Regions from separate parts of the Gossypium hirsutum genome. Here region 1 is linked to region 2. The links are chromatin contacts, called in public Hi-C maps. All regions are on one chromosome and are shown on one strand. Each heading gives the region's core, a stretch centred on a gene start, on an enhancer-like site or on the middle of the called end of the contact. The rest is flanking DNA. Distances are from core to core; before and after follow the strand shown. Region 1 holds the start of LOC121218477 (protein PELPK1). Region 2 holds the start of LOC107940278 (peptidyl-prolyl cis-trans isomerase FKBP12).

Evidence for each region. Hi-C and Micro-C count contacts between places; a contact is called where the count stands out from the background.
Region 1: a contact with region 2 is called in a Hi-C map of leaf, with 2.2 times the contacts expected there. The contact joins the promoter of LOC121218477 here to the promoter of LOC107940278 in region 2. A contact is called at or near these places in 4 of 34 Hi-C or Micro-C datasets (hypocotyl and leaf).

Annotation. Positions count from the first base shown.
Region 1 is chrA03:109,886,305-109,891,390 of Gossypium_hirsutum_v2.1, reverse strand. It overlaps LOC121218477 (protein PELPK1), which reads left to right and starts at 3,041. Exons shown (of 1, transcript XM_041095680.1): 1 at 3,041-3,751. The coding sequence starts at 3,041. The coding sequence ends at 3,751. LOC107887010 (beta carbonic anhydrase 5, chloroplastic) reads left to right here. Exons shown (of 9, transcript XM_016811139.2): 5 at 1-37; 6 at 138-191; 7 at 270-352; 8 at 470-575; 9 at 734-1,226. The coding sequence ends at 934.
Region 2 is chrA03:109,441,897-109,447,740 of Gossypium_hirsutum_v2.1, reverse strand. LOC107940278 (peptidyl-prolyl cis-trans isomerase FKBP12) reads left to right here and starts at 1,798. Exons shown (of 5, transcript XM_016873715.2): 1 at 1,798-2,116; 2 at 2,320-2,353; 3 at 2,471-2,532; 4 at 3,248-3,300; 5 at 3,686-3,991. The coding sequence starts at 2,029. The coding sequence ends at 3,787.

The DNA of each region.
Region 1 (5,086 bases), core at 1,792-4,291, 440 kb before region 2:
GGTTCGCAATGTTGCGAATATGGTGCCAACATATGAGGTTTATACTGCTGTGCTTTTATTTCACTTAGGTTTAGTTTTGATCTTAGGAATTGATATTGTAAATTCTATTCACTTTCCTTTCCTTTCTGTTTGTGCAGAGTGGCCCATCGGAAACTAATGCTGCACTGGAATTTGCTGTAAATTCACTTGAAGTAAGTCTTTCATCTTTATAATATCCGTGTTATGCCACCTCTCGAAGTACAACTTTTAATGATATGTTACTTTCGCAGGTTGAAAATGTTTTCATCATTGGTCATAGCTGCTGTGGTGGCATTCGTGCCCTCATGAGTATGCAAGATAAAGCGGAATCAAGGTTTAGTTAGAAAATCAACTTGTTTTTAGCAATCTAATCTAATCTACCATTAGCATCTTCTGACAAGAGCTATTAATTCTGTATGCACTGTTTCTTAGATAAACTCTCTTGTTTCAGTAGCTTTATCCGGAGTTGGGTTACTGTCGGAAAGAATGCAAAACTAAGTACAAAGGCTGCTGCTTCAAACCTCAGTTTTGACCAGCAATGCACGCACTGCGAGAAGGTACTCTCATTCCCTTTTAGTTTGATTGTGTTTGGTCCAACACAAATATTCTTCTTCGGGATTTTATCTGTATTATATGCATTTCATGTTTGCCAGAAAGGGTGAAGTAGCTTAAAAAGTAAAATCGAATGATGAATTTTATTATATTTTTTTTTCAGGAATCAATCAACACTTCACTGTTGAACCTGCTTACTTATCCATGGATAGAAGAAAAGGTGAACAAAGGGATGCTTTCTCTGCACGGTGGCTACTATGACTTTGTCAACTGTACTTTCGAGAAATGGACATTGGATTACAAGGGAAGCATCATGAATGGAAAAACCAGAGTTGTAGTGAAGGACCGATTATTTTGGTGCTAACCTTCTCGGTCCATCTTATCTTTTTTATCTGTTGCTTCCGCATTCGCTGTTCCGTTCACAGTTTACTTGATTCGTAAGTGTTAAGTGTCAATGCAGTCTAATAATGTTTATTCCTTGTGATATCAAGGAATAACTACTTAGTTGTAATAATATGTTTGCTTCTGTATCTGTGGTTGAAAAGGATGTAGAAAAGAATATAGGGGACCTGGTGTTGGAAAATTGATTTTGTATGTTGTAATTCTAATTCATTTGATAACAATTTTCAACTTAATATCAATTTGTTTGATTGCTACATGGAAAGATACATGATTCGATGTTCCATTATGTCCCGAGTTTTCTCGGTTCATCCAGTAGGTCTAAGGTTTCAACCTCAAACATTTGTAACCCTTTCTTCAATCCTAAATTTTTATGGATGTTATGGGTTAAATTGTAGCATCAGATAACTTTTCCATGGCATATCGGAATGAGAATATCTGATACGGTGCTTCCCAAAGCAATTTTTTTGAGTATATTTTATATCTGTTTTACAGTTCATGTTTAAAGTTTATGGCTGTCCCTCCTATTAATGTCGTATTTTTCAAATATATTTTTCTTTGAAAATGAAATATGTCATAATAATTAATGGTCTTAAAGCAACTTCTATATACTATCTGGGATTCAATATAGTGGCTTGTTGACATAGTTCATCTATGAGAATTTGGACCGACTTTGGTATGCTTCATCCAAGTCTTCTGATTTGACTGTGACTGGGCCTAAAACTGAGCCTAACACAAAGTTCAAAATCCATGAACATTTTTAAAGAAGCTTTTCTTTTATGTAGTAGAAGAACAAAACTTTCGTGAATGTGACAGTGAGGAGATACGTAAAGTATATAACATTATACTTTTTGCAAGCAGTTGGCTGGTCTACCCAAGAGTGATCCAGGAGATACGTAAAGTATATAACATTATAATTTTTGCAAGCAGTTGGCTGGTCTACCCAAGAGTGATCAAAGTTTGAGCTGCCTTCAATGAGCCAAATTTTGCTTATAATGGAAAAAGGCACTTTGTTTAGTTCAACTGCTCACAGAATAATGTTAAAATGAAATTAAAACAAGGTGGGCTGGTCACACCCAAAAAAAAAAATTGATTGGTGGAATTTTATATTACGGAATGTAATATTATATTTTAAAATAAAATTATGTTATTTAGATTCTTAATATTTTGAACATCCCATACTATAATCTCGTACAAATAATATTAAAATATAGTAATATAAAGTGTAATTAACTTTAAATTAAAAGCATAATATTAAATTTTGAATAAATTTATTTTTATTTTTATTATTTAAATTAATTTAGTCTATTTTTTTCCAAATAAAATTTAAATCTAATTAAAAATATTTTTTTTCTTAATATTGAAACAATTCATGTTATACTTTAAAATTATAATTATTATATTTATTTATTAGTATATTAATTATGATTATAATTATGATTGGTGATACAATCACTTTCCACTAATTATTCTAACTATGATTTATAAATTTATTTCAACATTTGTATATGTACTTATGAATACATAAATTATAATAAATTATCATAATTTTATAGAAATTGAGACTAAGAAACATTAAGAGAACAAATTCTATAACAAAGACAATTTAGTAAAAATGTAAATTTAGGTAATCTCAATTTCTATTAACCAAACACAAAAATTCAAATCAAATGAATGAAATAAGATAATATAACATACAGAACATCCCGCTTGTAATATTATATTCTTGTAATCCTATTATGAAAAATAATCTTACATTGGACCAAATGCTCTCGCAAACTATTATCTAAATAAAAAAAAATTATTTTATATATATATACTTCATTTCTATAATATTTTTTCGGGAGTTATATTTTTTATATTTACGTAAAAGTATTTGATACAGATTGAGCACCTTCTTAGCATGATCCCACCATAAAGTCAAGTATGTAGATGAGAAATTGGTACAAACAACGTGGAGCCAAATCCCACCAAACCATCTCTCATCCTCTCCTATAAAAGGCTTGCTACACATAGACAACAATCCACACACAAATACACTAAAAATTCTTTGCTTTCTATTTTGTAAACCATGGCTCATAACATTCGTCACCCTTTCTTCCTTTTCCAACTTTTTCTCATTTGTGTCTCACCAATGATCGGTAGCCACACTGTCTCGGCAACGGCTCGACGTTTATTCGAGACACAAACAACCTTATCGGAGCTGCCACAATTGGCTTCAAAATACGAAAAGCACGAAGAGTTTGAATATGAAAAGTCAGAATACAAACAGCCAAAGTATCACGAAGAGTACCCCAAACATGAGAAGCCTGAAATGCACAAGGAGGAAAAAAAAAAACCCTGCAAACAACATGAAGAGTACGAGAAAGAAAAACCTGAGTTCCCCAAACAGGAAAAGCCTAAAGAGCACGAGAAACACGAAGTCGAATATCCGAAAATACCCGAGTACAAGGAAAAACAAGATGAGGATAAGAAACATAAACATGAAGAGTACCACGAGTCATACGAATCGAAGGAGCACGAAGAGTACGAGAAAGAAAAACCCGAGTTCCCTAAATGGGAAAAATCTAAAGAGCACGAGAAACACGAAGTTGAATATCCGAAAATACACGAGTACAAAGAAAAACAAGATGAGGGTAAGGAACATAAACATGAGTTCCCAAAGCATGAAAAAGAAGTGGAGAAAAAACCCGAGAAAAAGGCCGAGTACCCTGAGTGGGCTAAAATGCCTGAATGGCCGAAGTCCATGTTTATTCAATCTGGCTCGGTCACTAAGCCTTGAACCATATGACACTGGTGCATGTGCCATCATCATGCAGTAATTTCATGATATATAGTAATTATATAGTTAATAAAAAAGATGGTGAGCGGGAACTGTGTGTGCGCATTCCTCCATGCACCAATGGTGAATCTCTTTGCATAGAGATTCTGAATGGATATAGTTTATGTTATATTGTATGTTCTAGTGAAATTAATTTTGAATGTTGTATCTAATGTTAACATCACTTGGCTTGATTTATGTTTTAATGAAGTTTATGTTATGTATTTTACTTTAATGATATTGCATGTATTGTTAGTTTAACATAGCTTGATCATTATACTCTTCTACTATTAATTATAAATTGCACCGTCTTGTTTAAACTTTTTACAAGTTAAGACATGTATAAATATATGATGATATAATTACAAGTTTTAATTCAATGTTAGCTATTTTAGTATGTTATTGATAATCATGTATGATTCAATCTTAATTACATTTAAAAAAATTCCACTTAAAATTTTAATAAATAATAACAAATAATTATTGTAATATAATACACAACCAAAAATGAAATAAATAAAATAAAATATCAAATACTTGTTATAATATTGTAATATAATATGTACCATATTCTTAACTGAATTAGGGTCTAACCTATAATCCCTAAAATTTCAGTTTAAATATTTTTATACTTACCATTTTATTAGAACTCTTTTTAAATAAATTAAAATTTTAATTATACTAATTTAATTTAAACTCTAAATTATCTTAACTAAAATCTAAAATTTTATTTAACCTATTAATTAAATTCCTAATTATCTTATCTAAGTTAAAACTCTAAATATCCTTGTAACATGCCAATTCTGCCCCGCCCAACAAACAAAAAATATAATAAACAAAATTAAAATAAATAAAAGTTCAATAACAGTCAGGTCCTTTTACAAATATTAGACGAAAATTACATCAAGCCCAAGTGGCCCAAATAAAAAAACCCTAAAGCCCATAATACCTAAACTATTTTAAAACTAAACAAAAACCCTAATCTAGCCCTAGCATCGGACCCTAGTGCTGCCGCTACTCCTAGCCTCTGTCATCATCAACCGCTCCTCAACCACTACTTGCAAGGAAAAAGGAAGAAAAGGACAGGAGTAGATACACAAACAGTCACGAAACAGTAGAAAATAATATGCAATGTAATGGCTATAAAAGCCATAAAAAACAGATTGTAATGGGAGTTTTTTTTGGAAGAAATAGAAATCGAACAAAAAAAAACACAAAAAAAGAAATCAAAAAATAGAATACAAAAAAACTGGAGGTGATTTTCTTTCTTGTATTTATTTTTTTCGAGTCTTTTTA
Region 2 (5,844 bases), core at 549-3,048:
GACAGAACCAATATAAAATTAATTAGTTTAATAATATGATGATAGCAATAGTTATAATATAATAATAATAAAGTAGAAAATAATAGTAATACATTAATAAGAATAATAATAGTGTATTGATAATAACAATAATAGAAAATAATGATAAAATAATAATAATAATAAACTAAGGAATAATAATAATACTAACAATAATATAAATAATAATAAAAACAACAAGAGAAATAGCAACAACAATAGTAATAAAAGAATGAAAGTAATAATAATAATAATAATAGCAAATAAAAAGCATAAAAATAAAATATAATTATAGTAACAATAATATTAAATTAGTTAATAAAATAACAAAAAGAACAAAAAGGGACCAAGATAAAAAGAAATGAACTTTAAGGGATAAATTAAAAAGGAAAGCTAGAATTTGGACTAAAATGAGACATGCGTAAGGGAGGAGAGACTCATTAGGGAAATATCCCCTGTCCCAAAGCGCACAGTCCCTTAGGGGACTAAATCGAAACAAAGTCGAAATTAAAGGCAAAAATTAAAAGTAAAAAGGATTGGATTAAAACATAACAAAAATGCGGAAAGCCTTAAAGGTTAAATAACCCTTTTTTAAAAAAAGCGCGGATCCTTCAGGAGGGTCGGGTCGCGCGTCCTGGTCAGGACCTTAAACGGCGTCGTTTTGGCGCCTTAAGCTAAGGCTCAGAACGGCGCCGTTTTGCAACATTATATAAACCAAATTTTTTTTTTAAAAAAAATCATTTTTCTCACTTCCTCAAAAAAATAAAAACAAATTCTCTCAAATTCTCTCTTCTCTCCTTTTGTCTGTGAGCTCCGGCAAGAACTCCGGCTCCGGTAGTCGCCGTCCGCCGCCGCGTCGGCCGCCGAAATCTTCCCCTTTTTCCTCGGCGGTCTCAAAAAGGGTAAGCCCTCTTCTCCTTTCTTATTTTTATTATATATATGAATTGAAAGATGAAGGAAACCGATTCGAAAATAAGGAAAAATAAAAGAAAAAAATAAGAACCTTAACTCCTTTTTTATTTTTTGCTTTTTGATTTTTGAAAATCCCCCCATTATATTACACTCGGATCTGGCTTTTATAGCCATTTCAATACAATATTTTTAAGTTTCTTGCTACTGCTCTGTGTTGTCTGCTGCTTCTTTTCTGCTTTGCGTGTTTCTTTTCCATTTTGCAGGTACAGTCGGAGCTGGTGGTACGGGCGATGGGACAGGGCGGTGCCTAAGTTGCTGGCATAGAAACCCTAGGGTTTCCTAGTTTAGTCTTTTGGGCCTATTGGGGCCAATAGGAATTGGGTCAAATTTTCTGTAAAATGGGTTTGGGTTTATTGGGCTTGGATTTGTAAAATGGACTGTTAACAATTGTTTGGTTTGGGACTGTTCAGTCCGGGCCAAAATTAGGCTGTACAATAATTATAAATAAAAGTATAGGCATTATTGTCAACAAATGGCTCCGTATAGGCATTATTGTCAACAAATGGCTCCTTCTTTTTCACTGTAGGGCAATGCTTTAGTCAAAACTGAGAGCTTCAATGTAGTACAAAAATTGGACTGAAACACGTCACAGCTCATCCAAACGGATGATTGTGGTGCGTTTATACCAAAACTAAGAGTAAACTCGCCTCACCGGAGACTAAAAATCTCCTAAAAAAAACTTTAAACTGACCCATTTAATAACAAAAGAAATTAATTTTATCAATTTCTATACATATAATATAATAGAGAGAATTCCTAAATACATTTCATATTAATATTACGTATAGAAGTGAACCAACCTGAAATCACCCGTGGCCCTCTACCCATAACAAAACCCTCAATCTAATTTTAACCAAAGCATCCTATAATGGGCCTGGCCCGTTCCGGTTTTCCACGATCCACCCCCCTCCCGGCGCGGGTTTGCCTGCAATACTCTCGAATCTCGACTATATTTATTGACTACCTGATAATTACCGCCGACAACAGAAAGCAAAAACCCTAAGAAAATCCTGTTAGATCGTCATTCAAACCTGAAAAATGGGAGTAGAGAAGCAAGTCATCAGGCCTGGAACCGGTCCCAAACCCACTCCCGGTCAGACCGTCACCGTTCACTGTACTGGATACGGTTGCTATTTCTCTTTCTCTGCTTTTCTCTCTGACTGGAAAAAAATCTGTTTCGTTTTTTTCATTTTTGAGTCATCAATATTTTATTTAATCAAAAGGGTTTTCCCTAAACGCCCTAATTTGATGAAAGACTGCTTGCTTTTCTGTGCTGTTTACACGATTTTTTTGTTTCTATGTTTGATGATAATATTTTGTTGGGTGCAGGGAAAAATGGAGATTTGTCTGAGAAATTCTGGAGGTGAGTAATGGTTTTCTACCAGAATGATGAATTGGGGTTTTTTTTTTCTCTTCTTTCTAACACAGCTTTGTTAATATTGAATTATTGATTATTTCTCTGTTTGTATCCATTTTTTAGCACAAAGGATCCAGGGCAGCAACCTTTCTCTTTCCAAATTGGCAAGGGCTCTGTTATAAAAGGTAAATTTTAATTGCTTGTTGCTAGGTTCCTACCTTGCTGAGTTCCATAATATTCCACAAAATTTGATGGTTTTTTTTACTAAAGCAGGAAACTTTATTTTCTGGGTATTTTGATTAATGAATGTGAATGCATCGGTTCGAGTTGTGTCATAAAGTTTGATATATCGAAATATTCGATTTGAATGGTGGTTTATTTTCTAGTAGAACTTGTTTTTACCATTGTCTTCTATAGCACCTTGTCTTTTGTTATATCCGAATGCATTTTTTGTTGGTGACATCAACCTCATTGACCATTGGAAGTGATGAAATTTCATGTTTTTTTCCCCATCAAGTTGTGTAATTGATAGATGACTGACTGAATGCTTATAAATTTGTCATAATTATGTCAATCGAGACCATAACTTGATGATCTATATAACACTCCACTTTATAGATTGGTGAAGAGGTGATTTTATAATGTAATGTGTGTAAAAGAATTTGTTATTTAGGACAAACTATAATGTGCATGTTGGTTGAACTCAATATCTATTGAGAAGGAAAAAAGAAGAAAGAATGCTTGATGCTTTTTTGAAACTTAGGAAACAAGCATTGCTTATTTGCGGTGACTGCCTTTACTCTTTCTATTTCTTATTTTTTTGCACGTCTTATTTCTCATTGTGGAATACCTAGTACCTCATCTTGGGGGGAACTAAAAGTTATGTTCAACCTTTTGTAGGATGGGATGAAGGTGTGATGGGAATGCAAGTGGCAGAAGTTGCTCGTCTTCGGGTACTGTTTCATCAAACTCTGAATTCATTTCAAGTGTACTTAGTTGTACTGCAATTACATATTTGAAGTTGAAATGTTTAGATCAATGCCATGAATGATAATTCATATCATAAAAGTATATCTTGGACCTCCCAATGCAAGGTTGATAAATCAATACCACAAAATTCCAAACTCTTGTTGTTTTATCTCTTCCTTTCCTTTTTGTTTTCAAGAAAAGAATCAGGGTGCCTGTTTCTATATGTTGTGTCATAACCTACGTTATGACAGCTCAAGTTTCTGTATGTGTTGGATTTGTTGGAAATGCAATATCTTGTCCCTCGGTCCGCCGAGGGTCCCTGCATGCTTTGATGAAGCTTCTGATTGACTTTTTTATACATGTCTGCAGTGCTCCCCAGACTATGCTTATGGTGCTGGTGGGTTTCCTGCATGGGGAATACAGCCAAACTCGGTTCTCGAATTCGAGATTGAAGTCCTAAGCTTGAAGTGAGTAGCAGGCAGTTGGTGACTGTCGAGAAATAATATGTAGCCCGAATAACTCACCTGCGATGAACATATATAGATATTATGGGGTAGCATGTATGAATATTAAATGAGTATCAATATGAGTCATCTTATTCATGTATGACAGCTCTTCAGTGGTGACTTTTTCTTCTAATAATATAAGATACTCCGCAGCAGTTTCTCCAGGTAAGCTATTGACTTTATTTGTTCTTCTCAAGCCCGGCCCACATGCATTTTTGTGCTTCTTTGAGCTAATTAAGATCTGAGTTTTATAATAAGGTTTGTTTCATCCATTACTGCAAATTTACATTTTGTTATTAACATTTTCTCTGAAATGAAGGTTGTGTATTGTATTGTATTTTATCCCTTTTACTCAAAAAATAGATATATTAATTTTTGTATCTTAGATCAAAAAAGCAAATTGATCATTTTGTTAAAAATTATCAATTTTTGATACTTATAATTGTAAACCGATGAAAATGTTCACATAAAAATCAATCTGCTATTTCATTTAATGTTTGTGGGTTAGTTTGGGATTTCAAAATTTACTTTGAGTAATTTTACATTTTTAATAATGCAAAGATTTGAAGATATGAGAGTAAATTCAATACTTTTTTTTTTGACAATTTTATTTTATTTTTAATATCTTTGATTTAATTTGTTTAAATCGAAACAAAATAGTAAAAGCTACTAATTTAAATTATTGAGCTCTTTGATATATTTTTCGATTAGCATTAGTTGAGAAAAAAAAAATATTTTGTCTATTTAAATACACCTAAAATGTTAGGCTTATAATGAATGTATTATTAATTTTATAATTTTGGTTTAAATCTATTTTCTTTTTTTAGTTTTCCTATTACTTTAGTTGAAGAGAAGCTTTAACTATTTATTGTTGATCCCAAATGAAAAATAGATATGAAATTATTTGTATAAATTTATAGGTAAGCTCTCAAAACAGTCACTTTTATATATATCTCAAATTATATTTTAGTCGTTAAATTTTAGTCACTTACGTTATTGTGTTGTAACATTTTAGTCACTGAACCGTTAATTATTGTCAACAATGTAACGGTAAGCTAATCTGGCATGTTAAATCATTAATTCAAACAAAAAATTTAGGTTAAATTCTTCAATTGGCCCCTATATTTTTTTGAGCAATTTAATTTTTTTTCTTTTATGTTCTTTAAACTTGTTTTTCCATTTTCTTTTGCTTCTCTTTCTGTTTTCCTCCCTTTTCATTCCTTTTAATGTAATTTTTTTATGTTTTTTATTTATTAAAACAAGTTAAAGCTTGCCTGACTCGAAAAAACTAAATTGTTTAAAAAATAAAAGTACATGGACTAGATTTAATAAATAGAAAATATAAGAAAACAACGTTAAAAGAAATGGAGAAATAGAGAGGGAAGCAGAAGAGAATGGAAAATAAAGAAAAAAAAAGTTAAAAAATATAAAATAAAAAAATAAATTGCTCAAAATAAAAAATATAGGGACCAATTGTATAAATTAACCTAAAATTTTTGTTTGAAATGGTGATTTAATATGATACATCAGCTTAACATTACACCGTTAAAGACAATTAATGGCTCAATGATTAAAATGTTATAACGCAATAACGTAAGTGACTAAAACGTAATATTTTAAGCATAAATAACTAAAATATAATTTAAAGTAAACAAAAGTGATTATTTTGATAGTTTATCCTAAATTTATTATTAAAATACCATAAGCCAAATCCCTATTGTAGGTAGTAAAATGTATTTTTTAAAACATTATAAATTAAATGGGTTTATAATCAGCATTAAGAGACAAAGAGAAGATGGGAAAGTTGTGTGTTTTAATTTCTGAAATAGACTGCTCTCTAACAAAGAGTGACCTAAACATGCAAATTGGGCAGGCAGACTTGATCTCTTCCAGCCCCATTGGTATAGAGCAAATTCAAAGTAAGGGCCAAACCAACCATGCGTAGCCATTAAAACACCCAGTGGCCAAAACCCACAATTGAAAAAGCAAAAAGTACCGTCAAAGTCAACCACCGCGTTGAAC